Linked DNA regions of Mus musculus: region 2 is linked to region 1. The links are chromatin contacts, called in public Hi-C maps. All regions are on one chromosome and are shown on one strand. Each heading gives the region's core, a stretch centred on a gene start, on an enhancer-like site or on the middle of the called end of the contact. The rest is flanking DNA. Distances are from core to core; before and after follow the strand shown.

Region 1 (4,302 bases), core at 474-2,973:
AAAAAGTAGTACTCATTAAAAACATTAAGATGTCTTTAATCAGCAAAAAACCACAAAACTCATCAATTAAAGCAATGTTGAAATTAATACAGAACAATTTTTTTCATAGTACATATATAATTCACGTGATTTACTTTAGCAGATTAGATTACAGCTGTGTCACGCCTAAGGATTAATACCACAGCACACAAAAACTCTTGCAATCTATGTGATTATAACAAGAACAGTAAGGAAAATATAATCTATACATGGAGGTGTGAGTGCACATTAACTATTACTCTAAATAGCAGCTGTTAATGTCTACACTGTTACTTTGCAACACGGGAAAGGTAGTGTTTTGATGGCTTTTTAAGAAAGCTCTTTCTATATAGTCCAGGCTAACCTGACACACAACTGATGCTGGGGTTACAGGTGTGTGCAATAGCACCCAGCCCAGGACTTACACTTTAAGAAAGTAAAAATGGCCGGACAGTGGTGGCGTACGCCTTTAATCCCAGCACTTGGGAGGCAGAGGCAGGTGGATTTCTGAGTTCCAGGCCAGCCTGGTCTATAGAGTGAGTTCCAGGACAGTGTAGAGCTACACAGAGAAACCTAGGGGCTGGGGGCGGGGGGGGGGGGGGGGAGTAAAATTGGCTTAATTGCATCTCCTGAAAGGAAAATTTGAAACTTTAAAAGAGCTGTTGGGGGGGGGGGGGAATTATGTTACATCCTCGACCTTGTACAAAGATGCAGACTAGCTTCATCTTCAGCCCTTAGTCCATCTTCCAGGGTCACTGCTAAAGTTTACACTGCAGGGATAAAGTGTAAGGCTCTGTTGGAGAGAGGGACTAAAGTGCCATTAACCTGGTACAGAGACTACCTGTCAAGCATGCAATTCTAAACACTTCTAAAGTCTAGACTGGCAAGTCCCTTCTGAAAAGAGTAACCCTGTGTATCACTCACAGCCACTCAAAATCAGTCCCTATGAAAAGAACTTAGTGCGCTCATTATCGTTGCTTATTCAACACTAAGTGCAGAGAAATATACCAGCGGCTCCAAGTATCCCCTCCTCACACTATCCAAACCACCTTCAGACAGAAGTAGCTTCCTAATAAATAACTACTTTACAGATGCCGGTATATAAGCACAGAGTGAGTAATTTACCCAAAATCACACACCTAAGAGGGTCCAGGATACAAAGCAAACAATCTATTATGCAAAGTTAAGTCATTGACATTTGGCTCAGTCACGTTTTTGCTACGTTTGAATTACAGACTTTTAATTTTTTTTCCCAGAAATATCTGAACTAGTATCAATAAGGTGAAAAATAGTTTTAAAAAGAACATTTTGTCTAAGCATTTAAAATCATTTTTAGCAGACGGCGATGACCACCAGCACAGCCAACTTTGGGAATGGCTACGTGAGTCCGGCAGTAAATGAATGGCACACAAGTACCCGGCAGGCTTTTCACTCGGGTTGGTTTACTGCGACCACAGAGCTACATAGTGCAAAGATCTAATTAACCCTTCCTTGCTTCCGCTTAAAGGGTTAAGACTGCATAGAGCCTGGCGACAGGGCTGTCCCCGAGTTCTGCCTCAGTTCAGGTCTCCGCCCTCCGGGGATCGCCCTGGGCACCCCCACCCCCAACCTGGCGAAGGGGAGCGCAACCCGCTGGCCCTTACCGAGCTCTGTGCCCCGGCAGTGAGCAGCCATTGTGGCCACCGCTGAAAGCCAACCCTTGCTCCAGGTCGCCACACGGGCCTGGCCTTCCTCCTTCCTGTCAAGTCCCCGCCCAGAGCCACGCCCCTTTTGCAACGCCCTACCAAAGCCACGCCTCTTCGGTCCTGTACCACTTAAACTTTTCTCCAGCTCCTGGGCTTGGAGCCCAGCCAGGTCATCACCCTACCTGTTCCCTGTCTTTCCAGGTCAGGCCTGTGACTTGAGCATTCCCCAGCTCCAGAAGTCTCCCAGACCATTTTTAAATGCTTACATGGCCAATTGAACTAGACAGAATCAGACTTAGGAACTTTAGCTGTAGGATCATGTGAGTGGCAGGACTGGATTCTTTCTTGCATGAGCGGAGCAATGTAGTCTTGGACCCGAATTGTGGGTAGTGTTCCAGAGCCCTCAGGGGACAGCCAAGGTAGTCTAGGAGCTAGAACGCGCTGTAATTTCTAGTCTGGACTCAGTGAAAGAGCAGCTAGGACATAAGCTTAGGAAGACTCGGTTTCTTATTTTTGTTTTTTTTTTTTTTAAGATTTATTTTATGTATATGAGTACACTGTAGCTGTCTTCAGACACACCAAAAGAGGGCATTAGATCGCCATTACAGATGGTTGTGAGCCACCATGTGGTTGCTGAGAATTGAACGTAGGATTTCTGGAAGAGCAGTCAGTGCTCTTACCGCTGAGCATCTCTCCAGCCCTTTCGTTTTGTTTTTAAGACAGTTTGCTTTGTAATCACGGTTGGACAAGAGGTTGCTGTGTTGAATCTCCTGCCCCAGACCCCAGATCCCCATTGCTGGGATTACAGGCAGATGCTACATTCAATAAAAGGTCCAGCTTCTTTCATTTAGAAAATATAGTATTTTCATTTTTGTGTCTACACACATATGTGTGCATAGCACATGTGTTCAGGTATGTGCAAAGGCCAGGCCAGGCCACTCTGGACCAAGAGTTAGTCAGGAGCTGGGAACCATACTTAAGTGTTAAGAAGCGCAAGCACTCTCAACTGCTCAGTTCCCTCTTCAGGCCTGAAAAGAATTTTTTTAACTTAGTTCTGTGAATAATTGAGTATGTAACCTAGGACACACTACTGGCCTTAGTTCTGTGAATAATTGAGCATGTAACCTAGGACACACTACTGGCCTTTGTGAACTTCATTTTCCTTATCTGTAAGAAAGGATCGCGACAATTTCTTTGCTTTCTAAAGTTGAGATTCAGTGATGATTTTTCTCAGCCTGGTTTCTCTGAATTACTCCAGGTTCACAGTCTAGGGGGTGAGCCACTGTATCTGTACTCACATGGACCATCTCTGCTGAGCTACAAGTTTGTCTGAACTACAAGTTTCTCTAGTGAATCAATTGCTCTAGTTCTTTCATCTCAGGAAAGTCCTGCCAGAGATGTACATATACCCAGAGACTCAAATTTTGAGAATTAAGCAGCAATCTGGTAAACAGGTCTCTAATGAGCTCAAACTATTTGTAATTCAATTCTTAGTGACTAGAAGGTTCTAGGACATAAGTCTACTTACTGCAAAACTGGGTGATCAAAATAGGTTTGTATGCAAAGTTGTAGTTTGTAAATACCTGAGGCCATGATAAATGTAAGTTATTAATGTGGTGTCAGATACACAATTACTCTGCTAGATAGAAACCTGCTTATTTCCCTACTGAGCTGCCATCTAGTCTGGTCCACACACAGCTACTTCTAAATATTTTGGATGTATGTCTAGGCCATATTCATAATGCCACTGTTATTTTCACTTAACCTTGCAAAACTTGGAGCAAGCACTAAAAACCTGGAGCTTATCTGAAACCATCTAGATCACCAAGAACGCCAACATCACGCATAGCCAAAATATTCATGTCTCAATGGAGAAACCTATAGAATTAACCTAGTCACAATGACCAAGCAATCCTACCTAATATGTAGCTATCTCGTGTGGCCTGGCCATGTTCATTAAGTGCACACATATGCACTACCATGTCTGACTTTACACGTGGCTGCTGGGAAAGCAAACTCGGATGCTGGAACATGCACAGCACACCCTTCACTGACTAGGCTGACTCGCCAGTCCCCACTTTACTTGGAAGTTTCAGCCCCACTGAAAGTTTCAGCAGGCTATGAGAAAATTGGCACACTGTCAAAGAATTATCTACCAGCACCCACAAGTGTCCCAACCTCCTGGTTCATATTCTAAAGCCTTTCCTACAGTGTAGATTGCAAGGCTGAGAACCAGGCAAAGGCGGGAGGTGGGAGACAGCAACATCCAAGAACCATGGGCAGCACAAGGAAGGATTAACAGAAGGGAGCTTCCAGGAAAAGCACACAGCCACGTGTAGGAATCAAACACACACGTGGGGTCATCCATGCCTTTTCATGTGAGCACCTGAATTTAAGGTAGCGTCAGTCACTAAGGAAGCTGAGAACAGGTTTAGCTGAGGAAAGGCTTCTAGCATGAGGGCAGAGGTTTCTCCTGGTGACTCAGAACAGAATAGCTTGGCCAGCACCTGGACTTTGCTCAAGTGAGCCTTGTTTCAGCCTCAGGACACTGCGATCTGTTACCAAGCATGCTGGTTCAGGCTACAAACGTGCTGCAGCA
Region 2 (4,302 bases), core at 1,337-3,836, 200 kb before region 1:
GCACACACACGCAGAGTTTCTGTTTCTGATATTTTTGCTAAATATTGTAATTATGACCCCTGGGTAGCCAGTGTCCTTACACGTAGAATGTCCCAGAACAACCAGTATATTTCTCCACATAATCTTATTTTGAAGACCTGGGCTTGTGACTTTCCCCACTGCTCCAAGTGATTTAACTTTCTCCAAAAATAATCTAAACATTGAAGACTGTTTAACTCCTTCTTTTTATATGCATGGCCTTCTAGTCTCAGGTGTGCTTAATATACTAATAACAACGTGAATCTACTGTGTGTCTGTATAGAAGAAATTAAAAAGGGTCAAGAGGTTCTACTGAGTACAGTACAGCTTGGGAATCAACTCGGGGAAGAAAGAGCACACGTGTGTTTACATCCCCTGAAGTAATAGCACTGAAAGTTATTCAGCAGTGATGAGATACAGTAATTGGTCCAGGATAGAATTATGTATAAAGGTTCACAGAACAAAGTTTACTATTATTATTATTATTATTATTATTATTATTATTATTATTATTATTATTACTTGGCCTGGAGAGATAACCCAGCTCTTTCAGAGGACCTGGGTTCCAGTTTCTAGCACCCAGACTGTGGCTTATAATTATCTGTAACTACAGTTCTCCAGGGGATCCAATGCCCTCTTCTGGCCTGTATTGGCATCAACCATGCGTGCAATGCACATGCATAAATATAGACTTTTGCACATAAACATAAAAGATAAATACATCCTTAAAAAATAAATTCTTATCAGTATATGGAAGAGCTTTAAACTCAACAGTCAAGTCTTTATCTGAATAGGGCAAGACGTGACTACAGACCAGCTGAACAGGAGACCTAACCCCAGAACCTAACACTGGGAAGGAGTGTTGATGTGTCTGACTGCTCAGCTATTTAAGGGGCAACCACCCTCTAACAAGCCAGGAAAGCATGCATACTTCTTTGACGTTTTCCCCACTGGCTGCGACAGGATCCTTCTGCACACGTTTATTGGGAGAGCTTGATTGCAGAGGCGAAGAGACCCCGAGCCCAGAACTGGTGCTGCTTATATAGGCCTAGGAGAGGCGTGTCTCACACCTGGATTGGTTATGCACTACGCCTCATTTGCATGTTCCTCATCTGATTGGCTACTCTCTCTCTCTCTGTACCTCACAGAGCCTCATTATCATACCTCATTTGCATGTCTCACATCTGATTGGTTATAGTCCCAAAGCCTCATTATCATGCCCGGGCCAGGCAGTGTCTTTGCAAAAAACTGGTCATTAGGCTTGGCAGCAAGCAACCACCGAGGCATCTCATGGATGGGCCTCATTTTAATAACTTCATGTACAAATTATGACCATGCTCACCCCTGAGCCCACCCTCTCCTTCCTCCCCCCACCTCGCCTGTCTTCTCCCCAACTCTTCACCCTCCGTCTTTCAAATCCTTACTACATGTGCAGGTCTTCTGCCGGCAGCTGCTCTGTGTTCGTCATTCAAACAGCCATGTTAGGTCAAGAGGATGAGTAGACTTCCACCCTACCTATCAGCTCTTACAGTCTTTCTGCTCCTTCTGAAGTGTCCCTTAGGCCCTGTAGGAGGTGATACAGATGTTCCACTCAGGGGTTGGGAACTGGGCAGTCACTCACTGTCAGTGATTTGAGTCCCACTTCCTGTGTGTCACAAGTCTGTGGATGTGAGCTTTGCAGAAGTCTCACCATTCTGACCCTGCCCTGAGCTCTCAGATATTTGCTTGAAAGTCTCATTTCATCTGCATTCATCTTGCTTATTCCACTGCTGTGTACTGAACTTGAAAACAACGCTTGTGTAGACAGTTTATCAGATAAAGATGTCTTTTGGACTGCATCTCCTTGCCAAATGTATCTTCCCGTTGCTTTGAACAGATTGAGGATCAGAGGCGAGTGTCACAGGCCCCGCCTCCCACTCAGGCACCATCTGACCCTATGTTAGTGGACACACGCTCTGTGCTTGGCTCTTCAGTTCAGAAAATTATTAATTAGATGGCTGGTAAGGGCCCACCATTATAAGACATTGGCTTGTCTCTTCCCCTGCCCGTGATTAATTGTTCTATCTGAACTGCACTATGACTGCACAAAAGTCAAGAGTCACCTGGCACCTTCAGGCCTTAGTAGATCTTCTTCCAAAAGCAAAAACAGTGAAGTTTTGTGTTTTTTTTTTTTCTTAAGAAATTATTAGCAACATCTAGGCTAGGTGTGTGTACCACAGAAATATCTCCTGCAGTATTTCCCTCTAGGCACCGCCCCTCCAAAGCCAAATTATACCACCTATCTCCTGTGAAAGGGAAAAGGGTGGAAGTGGGGGGCCACAAAGGAGAAGCCAAGAATCCTGAAACCATACCTCCTGATATAAACACTAATACTTTTTGAAGAAAGCCAGAAGCAGGGGAGGGGGCGGGGATGAGGGCGGGGGCAGGGGAGGGGGCGGGAATGAGGGCGGGGACAGGGGAGGGGCGGGGGAGGGGCGGGGATGAGGGCGGGGGCAGGGACAGGGCTGGGACAGGGGCTACAGTTGCTGCTTATGCTGATTCTCAACAGTTTGCCCTGTCACACATTTGAAGATCTTTCCTCCCCCTTGCCTGCCAAGCCAGGCATATGAGAAAGATGGGCAGAGAGGGACAAGGCAAGAGTTTGCATTTCCCTCCTGAAACAGGCCTTTGCGTTTCTTGCCTGAAGTTTAACTTGATTATGCATTCATTAAAGAGGAGCGATGGCGGTGATTAAACAAAACCATCTTTAAAATGCAGAGTTCATTTCAGCCCATTTGGTTTTGTTACACACAAATTGGATTTGCATGGCATCCCGCACAGCAGGTACTCCACTTGAAATCAAAGACAGATGCTTTAACGGGATTAAAAAGAAAACCGAGGGGGGGGGGCGAGGGCTAGAGATTGAGATATTTTGCATTTCGGTAATAAAGGTCCAGAATGAAATAGTGAACGTCTTGCCGCATTATCCATATAAGTGTTTGGGCTATAATTAAAAGGAAACAAGAATTCCCATCATAACTTGAATAATTGTCAAAGAGGAACATTTAATTTGCAGGGGGAAAAATGATTTCTCCCATAAATGTCTAATAATACCTTAGCATATTTGAAATTTAATCATAAGTGGCTTAGAATTAAACCGTGTGAATTATTACTGAAACATTTCAAGTGGTGACATTAAATGCTTTGTTTGAAATTAGCCATTAATTCAAAAGTCTTCTCTTGAGGTGCTGTGAGAATTTAACTCCCTGTCTGTAAACAGCACTCCCTGGTTCTCACACTAGACAATCTATCTTCATATCTCCAGCAGAGCCACATGGCTGGCTATTCACTCCAGTTCCGTTAGTTCAATTACTCTGGACACTACTATTTTATAATTGATGCAATCTTCTATTTTAAATATCCCCTATATATTTGTCAGCTTATTGGACATTTATTAATAATATTACTTAAGAAAAAGAAAGATCCAATCAAAGGTCAGATGTGTCAGTCTCCTTCCCAAGAGCATACATTCATAGTGTATACGACAAGAAGTGTAGGCTCTAAATAAGTTTCGTTTGTATGATGCCTTAACATGTATCTGACTCTACAGCCAAGATACAGCAGCATCCCTCATCCACCCAACACGTCTACCTAGCAGTCAACTGAGTCTACTGGTGGCTACCATGACTGGCCTCTCTGTGGCTGTGCCCCCACAGAATGAATTTGTCAACTTTTGAAAAGATGGAGTCTAAATGATTCACCTCAAGGATGTAGGCTTGGGCTGGAGAGGTGGCTCACTAGTTAAGAGCACTGACTGCTCTTCCAGAGGTCCTGAGTTCAATTCCCAGCAACCACATGGTGGCTCACAACCATCTCTAATGGGATCCGATGCCATCTTGTGGTGTGTCTGACGACAGTGACAGTGTATGGAATAAATAAATAAATAAATCTTCAAAAATAAAAAAGAATTTAATTTTCCTCAAACAGTGGAGTTTGATGAATGGTGTGCCAGTGTGCAGATTCTAAATCAGGTGTCTGGATCCTCCTTCCATACCCGACATCCTGCATCCACGTTCCACATGGCCATGTCCTTCATCCCATCGTCCTCATTGTACACGCTATACCCCATACCGACATCCCACATCCCACACCAACACCCACATCCCACACCCCACACCCACATCACCTACACATACATCCCCACACACACACCCACACACATATCCCACAGCTCACATCCTACATCATATGTCACACATTCCACACCTACATCCCACATCCCACACAGAGCCCACACCCACATCT

The links. A called contact is a pair of places that touch in the nucleus more often than the background predicts.
Region 2: a contact with region 1 is called in a Hi-C map of the N1E-115 cell line, with 5 times the contacts expected there. The contact joins the enhancer-like site here to the promoter of Dera in region 1. A contact is called at or near these places in 2 of 484 Hi-C or Micro-C datasets (the N1E-115 cell line and embryonic stem cells), 1 of 115 datasets of contacts at active chromatin or transcription factors (trophoblast stem cells) and 3 of 9 other capture datasets (adipose tissue, embryonic stem cells and pancreatic islet).

What each region holds. Positions count from the first base shown.
Region 1 is chr6:137,751,998-137,756,299 of GRCm38.p6, reverse strand. Dera (deoxyribose-phosphate aldolase (putative)) reads right to left here and starts at 1,723. Exons shown (of 9, transcript NM_172733.1): 1 at 1,662-1,723. The coding sequence starts at 1,692.
Region 2 is chr6:137,955,480-137,959,781 of GRCm38.p6, reverse strand. No RefSeq gene overlaps it. Among named protein-coding and RNA genes, the nearest start is that of Gm38552, 100 kb to the right of the region's middle. Within about 2 kb of position 2,586, at least 3 of the 459 cell types and tissues checked have an H3K27ac peak or open chromatin away from gene starts, as enhancers often do. A contact at or near this core is called in the N1E-115 cell line, where this site is marked.